Linked DNA regions of Sus scrofa: region 2 is linked to region 1. The links are chromatin contacts, called in public Hi-C maps. All regions are on one chromosome and are shown on one strand. The core of a region is the stretch at or near the end of the contact, and the rest is flanking DNA. Distances in the headings are between cores, read along the strand shown.

Region 1 (7,493 bases), core at 1,316-3,815:
TTACATCCTTGGCCATGACACCAACTTAAACGGTTTGCAATCACACTATCCTTCCTTAAGCTTCTTCCAAGACTGAGCTGATAAGAATGGAAAAACCAACGTACCAACCCGCCTTATCTTTGTCTGGGCGGACTGGGCAGTTGACTCACCGGGTTTGGCCCTCTGATTCTAGCTCTCTTCATAAAACTTGACGGCTTTCTAGACGTTCGTCCACGGACACCTTCTTAAGAGTTGCTTCAGCCCGCCCTCCTGGTTAGGCAGTCAGTCAGGGACCAGGAGCCAGGCTAGATGGAGACTGTGGGACCCTAGGTCCTAGATCGCCCCCCTGTGGCCAGATTTAAATGCAAAGTCCCTCGAGGAGAACAAGTCACGTGACCAGTGAGCACCCTTTGCCCGAAACACAGCTGGGGGCCATTTTGTCTCCCCTGCGCCTTTGGGGGGGGGGAGGCCCTACAGGTGCACACCTGCCCCCTCATAATTCAATGTAAAAAAGGAGGCAATTAAGTTCAGTTAGGGGCAGACAGCTGTAAATTAGGTCGTGTATTCAAAAAGCATTCTACAAACTGTGCAGTGTGGTAATATGTCATCATCATCGTTATTATTATCCTTATCTCTATGAATTCGCATGGGTTGCTACCCATTCACGGGCTGGTTAAAGGCCCAGGGGATGGAGAGCCTCCCATGAGCAGCTTTCTGGGGGAGGGAGGCAGAGGCGAACGAGTTAAACGCACCAGAAAACCAATTTATGCAAAGGGCTGGATTCTGACCGGCATTCCTGCCCGTGCTAAAGATCTGAATTACAAATTTAACCAAATTTGCTGCTCTCTAAGTAATTTCTTTTCTTCCTAATGGAGCCCGTAATTTTCCAGTGGGCTGGGGCTACTTTATTTCCAGGGATAGAGGGAACGCGCTCTAGACCACAGAGGAGTTGATGCCGCTCCCCGTGCAAAGTGCCTTTTTAAAAGGCTGCTTCAGAAGGAGCACGGGGAGGATGGTTAAAAGCTGCTAAGAATCCTCTTGTATTTCTGCAAACACGTGCCCTGCGTTTGCAGCTTGGCTGAGTGAATAATGGAAACCATTTTCCTTTCCTTCTCTTGAAGGGAGGGAGGCCGGCTGTGGTTATTTTGTAAGGCTTAAGATCAATTTGGGACTATCCGGCAGAAGAAATGATACCTGTTAAGTCTGCTCCCTTCCAGGCAGCTGGCAAAGGAGCCAGCTGGACACAGGTTCTAGCCCCTTCGAATCTAATTTAATGGGACCCCAGGGCATCTGTTTGCAAACAAACAACCATTCAACTGAAGGGTCTGTGTGTGTGTGTGTGTGTTTAAATCATGGGTAATTGGTTTAAAAGGCAGGGGGCTACACAAAACCACCCAAACTTCACTTTTTTCTCTTTTCCTTCCCCCTTGGGCCTTTCTTTGGGTACTAAGGATCCCCCTTCCCCCAGAAGATGAAGCCTGGGGGACCTCGGGGGCTGCTGAGAACAACCACGGTGCTTCTGAATGAATTCTTCTATTGGGTATCCGTCAAAAGGTCACCGTTAGCTGGAACTGGAAAGCGGAATTTGAGGGTTTTTTTCCCCCCTCCTCCGATGGCAGCTGTTTCAGCTCAAAAGCCCAGTTCTTGGAAAGGCCACTTCTTCTTGACACTGGAGAAGACACGCTTCCCTGTGCACCTAAAAATAAATCCGTAAATAACGTCATGAGGATGGCCGTTCTTGCAAAGCACCTCTGCCCCCTGCTCTCGGTCTTAATCTCCCCTTCAGCTTCAGCGTGTTCTCCGCATCTTACTGTGGGAGCTCTTGCTGTCCACATGGCAGTCCTGACTCTGCATTTTGAGGAACTTCAGTCCTGAACTCATTTGGGGAGCGCCTGTCCCCCTTTTCACACTAGTTCAGCGGGAGGCATGGACATCAGTATTTTTTTTTTTTTTTTTGTAAATGCATCAGGTCTGGACTCTTGATGCAAAAAACAAACCCCACAAAACTCAAAAATGGAGTTTAATCTGCTTCTTAGGCTACAATTGGCTTTAGAACTCCGCTCCCTCCCAAGCCTTTTTTTTTTTTTTTTTTTTCAGTCCTCTCTGGCTTAAATTTTCTTGTCTTAAAAAAAACCCAAGCAATTGTATTAAAAGAGCATTCTCTTTTTTTGGCCAGGAGGATAGGAAACCAGTTACAGAAACTGCTGGCTTGCTTTGCAACAAGATTCTCAGCAGAGAACTTCTTTTTAAAAGTTAAAAAAAGTTTTTCCGGGGTGGGAGGGAGTGGGAGGGCTCCTGAATTGGTGACTAAGTCCCTCCTGGGGACATTTCTCATCAGGGCAAAAACCACCCCCCGTGTCCAGTGAGGTGAAACTTGCCAATAATACTGTCACCCTTCTCAAAGGACTGGTATGGCCCGGGGCTCAAAGGTCATACCAGGCACCCCCCCTGGTGTTTAGAGACAAAGCAGTAACCAGCTGCCTGTTTGCCTTGAATCATCCCAAGCTCTCTGAGGGCAAAGGTGGAGGGAACGTCACCCCCCATCCAGGGCTTCCCCAAAGGGCTTCTTCCTGCTTTGAGCCAAGTTAAGCATTCAGACATGAAGCAGCATGAGGTCATTCTCAGCTGGGTGAGTCACAGACACTGAGGACTCTCCAGGTTCAGGCAGGAGGACCCATAAAGCTAAGCCAGGTGCGAGGAAAAGACCTCTGGTCTTTATTTGAAGCTGAGCATCAGCCAGTCCACGCTGGGAGCTGGTGGGTCCCGGGAGCAGAGAGCCTCCCCTCCCCAATCTGTTTTTAGAAAGAGATCATTTTTGTCCTGAACGTATTTTCCAAAGGCCTTTTTGCCTAAGCCATGGTGTGAGTGACCTAGGGTACCGATTTGTCAGTGTCATTTCTCCTCAGTGCGTGATGGACTGCACACGTGATGGATTCATCTGAGCCAGTGTGCGTGTGTGGGTCTGTGCCAGTTACACATGTCTATTTGTATGTGTATGACTAGCAGCGTGTGCCTGCATCTCCCTACTCCTGTATGGAGGTAAATATACAAGGATGAATATGTGCCTATGTGGGCATAAACGCATGTCTGGGTCTCTATGTGTGTGTCTGGAGTGGACCCTGCTGAGTGCCTCATCTTCCAGCTGCTAAGGGATCCCAGCTTCTCAGCTCAATGGGAGCAGCTGGCCTGTCCCTCCACCTCCCAGGGCGGCCCAGGAATCACCCACAAGCGTCCAAAGCCAGCCAGCTCGCCTGTAGGTAGAACAGCGTTATGGCGCAATTCATGCCCCTGGGAGATCGGGATGAAATTCCAGCTGAGACCAATCCCTGCCCTGTCCTTTTTGTCCCCCTTTCCCCAGGACCCCTCCTTCAGCCCATCAGGTGCATCTGAATGCCTGTCTCAGGCTCTGCTCTAGGCAGCATCACCATGACAGTATTTACACACGTGTGCGCTTGTGTATGAAAATACACACGTGAACCCACTGCTGTGTGCATGTGCCCACGGACAAGGATACCTGGGAGCATCTGGGAGAGAAGACACGATGGAGGAAGAGCATTGAGTTTATGCTGTGGAAGCAAAAGGCATCTCGGACATGGAGTACGAGAGACCTGCTTTAAAAGGTGAAAATTAAAAGATCCTTTAGATATAAATGTATTTTTTTTTATTAAATCAGAAAAAGGTACAGTATACATGATATCAGTCCATCATCTGGCTACTCTGAATTACATTTTAATAGACTCGTGGTCCTATTTACTCCTCTGCACACGTATTAAAAAAAACTCAGGTATTTGAATAATCTGTAAATTTTTATTATTAACTGGGGTTAGGGGGAGGGTTTTATCAGAGCACATCCTGAGAACATTAGGAAATTACAGACAGACTTGAGATAAGTGTCAGACAGAACAGATGAAGCAAGCCCCTCAGCCATCTGAGAAACATTAATAATGTAAGATTGCAGAGACCAAATCTTTGTTAGGGATACAGGATGCAGGATTAAAACGGAGACCTTGGCGCCCCCTAGTGTTGCAAAATAAATCTGCAACTTCATTTATTTTGTTTTGTTTTGTTTTTCAAGTTGGAATCCTCGCCTTGGTCACTGAGCCTCAAAAAGCAATTGTTTTCCCAAATCATTTCAAGCCCTCTCCAGTCAATCTTTTCCCTCTTGTCAATAACGTTCAAGGATCCTATTTGAAAAACAATTCTTATTCATTCTTTTTTCATTCCCCACACATTCCATTCCAGAAAATTGGCCACCTCCCAACACAGAGCCCACAACAACGTTCTCCCTCCTTGAAACGTGAACTTACTTCTCTCCTCAAGCTTAAAGGATGAGCATGTATTTACTACCAAGCTTCATTCCTTCCAGCAGGCATTGTTCCTTCTGTAACTGACTTGTCACTGTCATTTTTCATGACCTAACCAGAATGCAGCCCTCCACCCCTCTCCCACCCTGCTTGGCACCCATCAACCCTTCTGACCTGGCTAGTTAACCTGCTAAACCATCTTTACAACTATTTACCAGGAAAGACTGGACCAGAGACGTAAATAATACACCTCAATATACAACAGCTCAGACCTAATGTGTAGGCAGAATTTCATATGATGGCCATCAGAAGAAAAGATATGTACACGGAGTGGATTTGGGGAGTAGGAAGAAGACATCTTGGTGGCAGAACTTGGGAACCAAGGTGATTTGTTTACTTGGATTTGCCAACTGGTCCGATGGATACGGGGTCAGTTTGCACTTGAGCATCCAACATCCGCTTTGGTCCCTGGAGAAACATATAAAAGGAGTTGCATCTTTGTGAAGATCTGTAATAGCAATAGCAACAATTGCCACTTATTTATTAGCACTTACTCGGGGCCAGGTGCTGGGCTAAGTAAATATCCCTTGTTCCTGGGTGGTGGATGAGAGAATGGACTCCAACCAGATGCCCACGTTCAATGTCCAGGTAGCTTACCTTCTAGCTTTGTGAAATCTTGGATAAATGACTGATTCTTTGTGCTTCAGTTTCTTCATCTTTAGAATGGAGGTGATAAAACTGACCTCAGAGGGTTGTTCCAAGGTAAAGTGAGTTCTTACTTGGGATGCGCTTAGAATGGTACCTGGACTGTCGAAAACCGTCCAGTTTTAGCTCATTTCAGTCACCATCTCTAATCACGTTCTCATCACACTGCCCTGTTTAATCTTCCTACAAATCATATCACTCGCCGACATGACCTTTTTATCTATGTCTGACTAACATCCGTCTCCACCAGAACGAAAGCTCCGTGGATTCTGTCTGCTGTATTCTCAGTGCCTAACGAGTGCCTGGAACATAGTAGGTGCACCTTCCTATTAATGGACTGCAGCTGAATAAACTCCCTGGGTCAAGTACTATTATTGCGATTGCTGTTATTATTGTTATTTACCTTTCTGTTAAGTATAATTTACATACAGTAGAATCAACACTTTTTTGAGTACAGTGCTATGAGCTTTGCCCAACACAGTCACATAACCATCTCCCAAATCAAGGTACAGAACAGTTCAATCATCTCCAAGGTCCCTCTTGTGTTCCTCTGTAGTCAGCTCCTCCCCAACCCCCAGACCCTGGAAATCGCTGTTCTCGCCTTCATCCCTAGAGTTCTGCCTCTTCCAGGATGTCTTATCAATGGACTCAAAGCGTATGTAGCCTTGTGTGTAGTATAGAAAGAGATGGGATAGTATATATAGTATGATGAAGCATATACATATATGCATATACACACACACGCATAGTATACAGTATTATAATACAGTATTTATAGTCATATAGTACAGAGCAGTAAATTAATATACAGCTATCCCTTGAACAATGCAGGAGTTAGGGGCACTGACCCCTGGAAGGTCAAACATCTGACTAAAGCTTTCAGTTGGGAAGTTTCCTTGTGGTGCAGCAGGTTAGGGATCTGGCGTTGTCATTGCAGTGGCTCAGGTCACTGCTATGGCACAGGTTCAATCCCTGGCCCTGGAACTTCCACATGCTGCAGGTGTGGACCAAAGAATAACCCCAAATAAACTTTACATTTGGGGCCCTATGTCCACAGTGCTGCATCCCTGGATTCAGCCAACCCTGGGTTGTGTACGACTGCAGTATTTACTGAAAATAAAGCTGCACGTTTGTGACCCTTTGCAGGTCAAACCTGTGTTGTTCAAGGGTCAACTGTAATACAGTAGAGAGCAGCACACGACAGCATAGTAAAATATAGTAAATAGAGCAGCATAGTATAAGTAGTCTAATATATGGTATAGCATATGCAGACAGTGTGGTACAAGGCGGCATAAGGATAGTGCAATACAGGATAGTGCATACAGTAGATAGCGCATAGGAGTCTCTAATATATATATATATAGCACGACATAGTACAGGGAGGGTAATATACTATTGAAGAATATATATATATATAGCATATATGCAAGGTGCCATGTGGTACAATGCAGTATAGTACTGTAGACATAGTATAGGATGGTGTAATACAATACTTGGTATATGCAATGTATATAGTATATTTATACTACAGTATACCAAGTATATGATATATAGTATACTATACATACTACAGTATACTAAGTATAGCACAGCACAGCATAGCAATGTATATAGTATATATACTGTATACCAAGTATACGATATATAGTATATTCTGTATACTATAGTAAGTATACTATGTAGCGTATGGTATACTAAGTATATTATATAGAGTATACTATATATACTGAAATATACTAGGTATAGCACAGTGTAGCATAGTATAGATAACATATAGAGGGTGTATATATCACACATAAACAGTGCTCTATAGAGGGTGCTACACAGTATATACTCTACAAGTGGAGTTTACCACTGGGGCCAGATTGCTGGCTTTTGAATCCCAGATCTGCCACCTCCAAGCTGTGTAACTTTGGTCCAGATGCATAACCTTCTGCACTCAGTACAACCGCTGATAAAATGGAATCCACAGGGCAGTTGCGAAGATTACATGTCAGTCTCTGTAAAGGGGTTAGGATGGTATTTGTCATAGCAGGTGCAAGAAGAGTTGTTATTACCACTAATGGCAGCAGCTGGATCATTCATTCATTCGACACCGTATGTGGAGCGTCTGTGATGCGTGACGCACGTGTGAGTCTTTGGGAACGTAAAGACCACGTAAAGGTCCCCACAGATGATGGGAAGCATGGGCTCCAGAGTCACCCAGATTTGGGTGACCGCCCCCTTCTCAGGTCGTGTGACCTCCAGTCAACTCCTCATCCTGTGAGTGTGTTCTGCCCTGGTGACAGCTAGGTCACACCTGGTCCTCACCACGCCCTATGAAGGTGACCCCATGATCACTCACACCAAAAAAGGAGGAAGCTCAGTGCGTGTAAGTCACTTAAGTCAAGTCCTCTGTTAGTAAGAGGGGACCCGGCTTTGGCCAATGGCCTGCCCACGAAGCGCGAGGCAATTCCAGCAGCTCCTGCGCGCTGCATTATAAACACTGGCTGCTTGTTGAGACCA
Region 2 (7,493 bases), core at 2,730-5,229, 68 kb after region 1:
GCAGGATCCCATTGCTTATCCATTCCAAAGGCAATAGTTTGCATCTATTAACCCCAAATTCCCAGTCCTTCCCACTCCCTCCCCCTCCTTAGATTTTTTTTTAATTAAAAATATTTCTATTATTTTTTTGGGGGCCACACCTGTGGCACATAGAAGTTCCTGGCCCAAGGATCAAACCCATGCCACATCAGCGACTTGGGCTGCTGCAGTGACAATGCAGGATCCTTAACTTGCTGTGCCATCAAGAAGGATTTTTTTAAATACAGATGTAGGGACAACTGGATGACCATTTGAAAAAAAATAAACTTAGTGACATACTTATGTCAGGAAAAAAATCTAAGTGGATAAATATACAAGAAGAACACATGGGGAAAAAAAAGCTTTATAATTTTGGATTGAGAGGGCTTTTGTAATTTTGAATTAAAATCCAAAAGTCAAACCCAGACACTTATGGTCAATTAATCTTTGACAAAGGAGGCAAGAATATAAAATGGGAAAAAGACAGTCTTTTCAGCAAGGGGTGCTGGGGAAACTGGACACCCACATGTAAATCAATGAAACTGGAACACACCCTCATACCATGCACAAAAATAAACTCAAAATGGCTTCGAGACTTAAACATAAGATAAGACACCATCAAATGCCTAGAAGAGAACATAGGCAAAACATTCTCTGACATCAACCTTATAAATGTTTTCTCAGGTTAGACTCCCAAGGCAACAGAAATAAAAACAAAAATAAACCAATGGGACCTAATCAAACTGACAAGTTTTTGCAAAGCAAAGGAAACCATAAAAAAAAAGACAGCTTAGAGAATGGAGAAAATAGTTTCAAATGATGCAACTGACAAGGGTTTAATCTGTAAAATGCACAAACAACTTAAACAACTCAACAGCAAAAAAAAAAAAAAAAAAAAAAAAAAAAAACCAGCAACCCAATTTAAAAATGGGCAAAAGACCTGATTAGACATTTCTCCAAAGAAGATATACAGATGGCCAACAAGCCATTTGAAAAATGCTCAACATGAAAACATGCTCAACATCCCTGATTATTAGAGAAATGCAAATCAAACTACTATGAGGTACCACCTCACACCAGTCAAAATGACCATCATTAATAACTCCACAAACAACAAATGCTAGAGAGGGTGTGGAGAAAAGGGAACCCTCCTGCACTGTTGGTGGGAATGTAAATTGGTACAGCCACTATGGTATGGGGGTACCTTAGAAAACCATACATAGAACTACCATATGACCCAGCAATCCCACTCTTGGGCATATATCCAGACCAAACTTTCCCTGAAAAAGACACAGGCACCTGTATGTTCATTGCAGCACTATTCACAATAACCAAGACATGGAAACAACGTTGATGTCCATCAACAGATGAATGGATTAAGAAGATGTGGTTATATATACACAATGGAATACCATAAAAAGAACAAAATAGCAATTTGCAGCAACATGGATGGAGCTAGAGATTCTCACACTAAGTGAAGTAAGACAGAAAGAGAAAGACAAACACCATACGATATCGCTTATATCTGGAATCTAATATACAGCACAAATGAACCTTTCCACAGAAAAGAAATTCATGAACTTGGAGAACAGACTTGTGGTTGCCAAGGGGGAGGGGGAGGGAGTGGGATGGATTGGGAATTTGGGGTTCATAGATGCAAACTATTGCCTTTGAAATGGATAAGCAATGAGATCCTGCTGTATAGCACTGAGAACTATATCTAGTCACTTATGATAGAGCATGATAATGTGAGAAAAAAGAATGTATACATGTATGTGTGACTGGGTCACTCTGCTCTATAGTAGAAAATCGACAGAACACTGTAAATAAGCTATAATGGAAAAAATAAAAATCATTATTAAATAAAAAAAGTAAGAACCAACAAATCAAAAATAAAAATCCAGAAGTCACGAAAGATTGAAAGTCAAACCATCCAAATGTTTGAAAACATTCAGTAGGGAGGCTGGAGTGAGAAGTAGGCACCTGCACATGCTACTGGTTGCAGTGTAAATGACTTCAGTCTTGATGGTAGCCTGAAATGTTGGCATTACCAAATTAAAGGATATATTCTTTTACCCAGCAATTCCACTTTGAAGAGTTGATTCTAAACCTCAATTGACATAAGTGTGAAATAACAAATACGAGTTTACTCATTGCAATGAAGTCATAGCCAATGTCTGGAAATCAGCCAAATGTCATTAATCAGGTCTTGGTTAAATAAAGCATGGTACATCCATTTGATGGAAAACTATGCAAGTGTTATAAATGCAGAAGCTGTACAGATAGCTACAGTAAATACTGTTAACTGAAAAAAAAAAGTATGGAATAGAACAGAGTGTATATTATGTTACCATTTGCCGAAGAAAGAAGAAATGTGCATTTATGCTTGTCTTTTGCTCGTGTATGCTTAAAGAAAGCATAGAAAGATTCATTTCAAAATACAAACAGTGATTATTTATGGGCGTGGTGTTGGTAGATAAGTAACCATTTTATACGTTCTTATTTCGAGCCATGTGAACGTATTTCCTATTAAAATTTAAAATGAAGACAAAAATGTGGGCAAAACTTCCGAATTTTAAAAAACATCCAGAGGGTCAAACTCAACCCGGTTGGGAACGTGATCCAGCCCCCGGCTACGAGTTTGTGGCCGGTGCCTTCAACACTGGGTTGTTTGTAGGATCTTTGCCCTTAACTACAAATACATCTTTGCTATTCTCATCAGGCCTCCAGATCATTTTCAGCCAGCAGAAATTTTAGACAGAAACACAGATGTTCTCCAGGAAATATCTGGAAACTTTAAGCAAACAGGAGTCTGTGGTGTCAGCTTGCTTTTCATCTGTACGGAGGAAGAAAGCTCCACTTTTCCTTTCTGTTGGCTTCAAGGGGCAAACAGGCAGGAACACTAGTTAAGTGATCACAATTTGTCATGTCGAAAAAATTGTGCCACCTTACCATCATTTGATAATTTATAATAAAACCTGCATGGAATTTCTGGCACCTTCCTACCACTGTAAATTGTTGATTGGATTTTGTCCTCCTTGAAGCAGGGTCTACGTTGTCTAAGTAAAAACAGAAGCCAAGGCAGAAGGATCAAGGCTTTAAAAAAGCCTTGTCTGGAACCATGATGAATATCACCACACCCAGATGCCCCCGTCGATTGGACTTCACTGGTTTCATTTGGAATCTTCGTACCAAGAATCAGTGCCTAATGTGCAGCTTAACACTGGAAAATTTGTCTGAAAAAAAGGTGACTGCTACAGAAACCCATTCCTCCAGGCTTTTCCATCTGTTAGAAATTTGAGCCACATGCTGTCTGGGATAAAAGCAAGCACTCAGTTTCCTCTCCCACCTAGTTGCCCCAGCAGCGCCAAGGGCATCATTTGCTCAGCAACAATGGTCTCCAGACAAACATCAAGCCTTTACTTTTCCTCTTCTTCTAAAGAAACGGTCACCTGCATGCACCCATGGTCAGATTCAGAATGAAAAATGGGGTATGGTTAATTCCAAAAGGTAAAAATTTATCCTCCAGTTTTCCTAGACGGGAAGGCAAATTAATTAAACAAGCAGGAGAGAATCTAAGACGAAAAGTCCACTAAACATGTTTTGTGGGACTTGAACACTTCCAAAGCACTCTGGGATTTTTTTTTTTTTTTTCTTAACTTTTATTACAAAGCTCAGAGCCACCAAAGGGAGGTTCTATTCCCATAGCTAATTTTGTATTTTTATTTTTTCTCACTATTGCTGCCCAATTCACATCAATGGAGAAAAACGCATTCACATCTTGTAAGCCCATGACAAAAACAGGGAAAGAACTCAAGCAGCACAACTGTAAGAAACGCCAATTATGAAAGGACGTTGGAAATGGGCCATCCACGACAAAATTGCTCTTTCCAAAATACACACTAGCTATACGTGTTAAAAGTCAGTGTTAGAGCTGAACAAGAAATTGCCACGCAAGCTCTGTATTGCACAGTGCCAGAATTATCGCAAGTGAAAACCTCTTATTAGGGATTGTGGTTTCTAAAACAACCCAGGCAGCCGCAAGCTTTATAGCGCTATCTAGTGGAGAAATCTGGAAATTACTTCGTTGGTAGTATTTTCCTTTTACCTGGGCAGCACACCGTATTTGCCTCATTTATAAAAAAGAGACAATTTGGATAAGCAAAGAGTAAAAACATAAAACGCACTCATTATCCTATTATGGAAAAGAACTACCACTAACAATTTGCAGTTTTTCAATCCACACCCCTCTTTAGGGGGAAGAAGGAACATGAGTGGGCAGGCAAGGAAAACATGATTTTTACCCAAAAGGGATCTTTCTGTATACAGGTTTTCTGGTTGTTTTTTTTTTCCACATCCACCACACGAAGAAGTTCCCAGGCCAGGGATGGAATCCACACCATGGCCGTAACCAGAGTCAGAGCAGTGACAACACTGGATCCTTAATCCACAGAGCTACCAGGGAACTCCCTGTATACACCATTTTGAAACCCGCTTTTCTCATTTAACATTGTATTGCAACTGTCCCCACATGTCAATAATTCTGTTTCCTTATTTATGATGGAGAATATAGAAATCAGAATCAGTACCAAAATCCTCCAAGTGGATCTTTCAGACCTTCCCAACTTTTCTCTTACAGACATTGCTGGGCTTTAAAAAAAAAAAAAAACAAATTATAGAGAAAATGTTGCTCATTTTCTCAATAAATTCCTAGATGTCAAATTGCTCAAATTACTTGCTTGAAGACTTTGAATGTGTGTACTGCCAAAGTGCCACAGGAGAAATAAACTTCCTAGTGATTCAGGTAGTTGATTAAGAAATTATCAGGCACTTCAGAGGGCAGTAAAAATAACATCAAATATAGACAGGAGAAATCTAGATTTTCACTGTCCTCTGGCATCTTTTCTAAGAGGGGAAATCTGCAGGACTCAGGGCTAAAAATACTCCACTCTTTTAGGGAAGAGAGAGGCAACATCTTTCAACCTATAGCTGCTTATGCTAATTGACTCAAGCTAGGTTGGACCAATAATCCAGCATGATGCTCTTTATTATAAATCATAAGTTCCCCACCTATTTCAATACTCTGTAGACATAACCTCAGGGCATTAAAAACTCCTTTCCTATCTTGGCAGCAGAAGTGTAACGTAGCACCTTTATACGGTACAGCCTGATTAACCCATGATATTGACTGATGCAGAGATGTTATCTTTACAAGATTAAATAAACCAGTTGTTCATTGGAGTCATACAGGGAGGGTGGTAAGAAATCTATCAGAGAAAGCAATTCACACCTTCTTCCTATAAATAAAGGTTTTCCATTTTCTCTCTCAGCAACTCCTCCACTTGAGGGGTAAGTGAATTTGTCAACTTGATTTCCAGTGGCAAGTGCAATGTGGGGAGAGAATTAAGCAATAAAATGTTCTTTTCTTGCTTCTTTTTTTGGCAGCAGTAATTACTTTGGGGATATTCCTGAGGGCACAAGAGTTGGCACCTTCTTAAATAAAGTTCACTACATATGATATAAAACAGAAAAACACATTTGCTGTGGGCAAGGAGTGGGTCCCAGGTCACACAGGACAAAAAAAGGAATCTATTTGTGATAGATTCTTCTGTCCTATGATTAGTTCCAACATGTACAACCTCCAGACTGATAATGACATGTTACATTTATTAGAGGAAAAAATATCCAACCTAAACAAACAAACAAACAAAAACCAAAAACCTACTTCAAAATACAAAAGCAAATAACCCATAGCCTAGAACAAGTTTGTCATCTGTTTAACAAACACTTCCCAACAGTGAGAAAACTGTTTTGAATGCTGCCAAAATTAGGTTGCAGATTTTCTAAGAATCCTTTGGCCTTGTGCAGAAAAAGAAAAAAGCCACATGCTTTCCCCTGAATTGTTAGATGAGCCCAAACTCCTTTCTGACCCTACCCTCTATCCAATCCTCATTATCACCCTCCTCTCTCCTCTCCTTTCCATCTCTGAACTTTGTTTATTTCACTTGTAGCCCTTTTTATACCCTGGAACTATTTGCTTTTTTATTTATTTTCTGGTTTATTGCTGCTGTCTCCATAGAATGAAAGTACATCACGTACTTTCCATGATGGGACCTGTGAGGTACATCATTGTAGCCATCCTACAATCATTCCTGGCCCAAAGAAAGCATTCAGATGTTTGTTGAATGAATAAATAAAAGCATGGACGCCTCCTATTCATTGTTCAACACTTGGCATCAAATTGGACTCTCAGGCTAGATTTACAGTGTATTAACCACATGGTCACCTAAACTACTTCAAACTGTCTTACATGTTATGAAGGATGAAAAGTGGTTTCTGATAGAAATTTTTATTTTACTGTCAACTCTGCCGCAAGAAAATAACAAGGCAAGTGTTATAATGAAGGACAACTCACATGCTGTACTATTGGAAACAATAAGGAGGGGTGGGGACTTGGGTAAACTGGGGAGCGAAAGCCCCACCTCGAGGGCAGTCACAGCTCACTCCCAGCTGGGAATACAGGGTGAAATTTCCCATGTTTTCAGAAATGTTTGAAACATGGGATTCTACTGAAATCTCCTAATTAAAAAATACTGTCAAATGTGTCAATTTCAAAACGTTATCAGTTAATTCAAATATTATTTAAAACACTGTGCAGGTCAAATAAAACCTGTCGGTGGCCTTCTGCATCTTACAAAATGCCATGGTCCAATTTTGGTTTACATGCCCAGCTTGGCATTTCCTAGAAGAACAATTCCTTGGAAGATACACCCAATTGGTTAGATGGCTGATAGTTGTGTGAATAAATAAGTCTGAGAAACAGGACTTCTCAGAGCCTTTAATGACCACCGTGAATCTTTAGGAGAGCGTATAAAGCAAGCACTATTTTCCAAAGCTTTTGATGGTGAAGCCCTGTTACAAGGATGATCTTCTTGTTCTGATGAGTCCACAGAACATCAGTTTGGGAAATTTAAACTTCTAGCTTCAGGAATTTTAAAAAGATATGTTTCAAAAGGCACTGAGTGTTCCCTCTTTTTTGAATTCATAGGCTCAGTGGCTAAGTGTGTAGGCAATAAATACCAGCTCGGCTACTTTCTCCCCAGGTGATCTCAGGCAAATTACTTCATCTCTCTGTGGGTTAGTAAACACTCAATAAATCAGGGCTATTATTATCATCTTGGAAGGAGAGAATCAGAGTGGATGTCACCAAAGGGAAATAAACCCAAAATATATTTTGCAAATTCATTGCAAAACACAATTCACTTGATATTCAACCATGATGTTTAACACTATGATATGTTAAAGACTGAAAAATACCAAATAAATAGTAGAGATACATGGTTGTACGTAGTTTATCTAAGTGAAGGCATCTATAGTGTATATATTTTTTAAGATCATTTTTTTAAAGTTGCATCAGGCAGAGCTGATAATGAAATTGCAACGATATATTCTAACATTCTTTGAAAAATTGTAAC

What was found. A called contact is a pair of places that touch in the nucleus more often than the background predicts.
Region 2: a contact with region 1 is called in a Hi-C map of skeletal muscle, with 2.3 times the contacts expected there. The contact joins two enhancer-like sites. A contact is called at or near these places in 7 of 47 Hi-C or Micro-C datasets (alveolar macrophages, brain, embryonic fibroblasts and 2 more) and 1 of 2 datasets of contacts at active chromatin or transcription factors (skeletal muscle).

Annotation. Positions count from the first base shown.
Region 1 is chr17:54,917,091-54,924,583 of Sscrofa11.1, forward strand. It overlaps BCAS1 (breast carcinoma amplified sequence 1), which reads right to left. Exons shown (of 11, transcript NM_001110175.1): 11 at 4,677-4,751. The coding sequence ends at 4,677. Among named protein-coding and RNA genes, the nearest start is that of BCAS1, 110 kb to the right of the region's middle. Within about 2 kb of position 2,566, at least 32 of the 83 cell types and tissues checked have an H3K27ac peak or open chromatin away from gene starts, as enhancers often do. A contact at or near this core is called in skeletal muscle, where this site is marked.
Region 2 is chr17:54,983,427-54,990,919 of Sscrofa11.1, forward strand. The region is part of intron 3 of BCAS1 (breast carcinoma amplified sequence 1); the gene reads right to left. Among named protein-coding and RNA genes, the nearest start is that of BCAS1, 41 kb to the right of the region's middle. Within about 2 kb of position 3,980, at least 5 of the 83 cell types and tissues checked have an H3K27ac peak or open chromatin away from gene starts, as enhancers often do. A contact at or near this core is called in skeletal muscle, where this site is marked.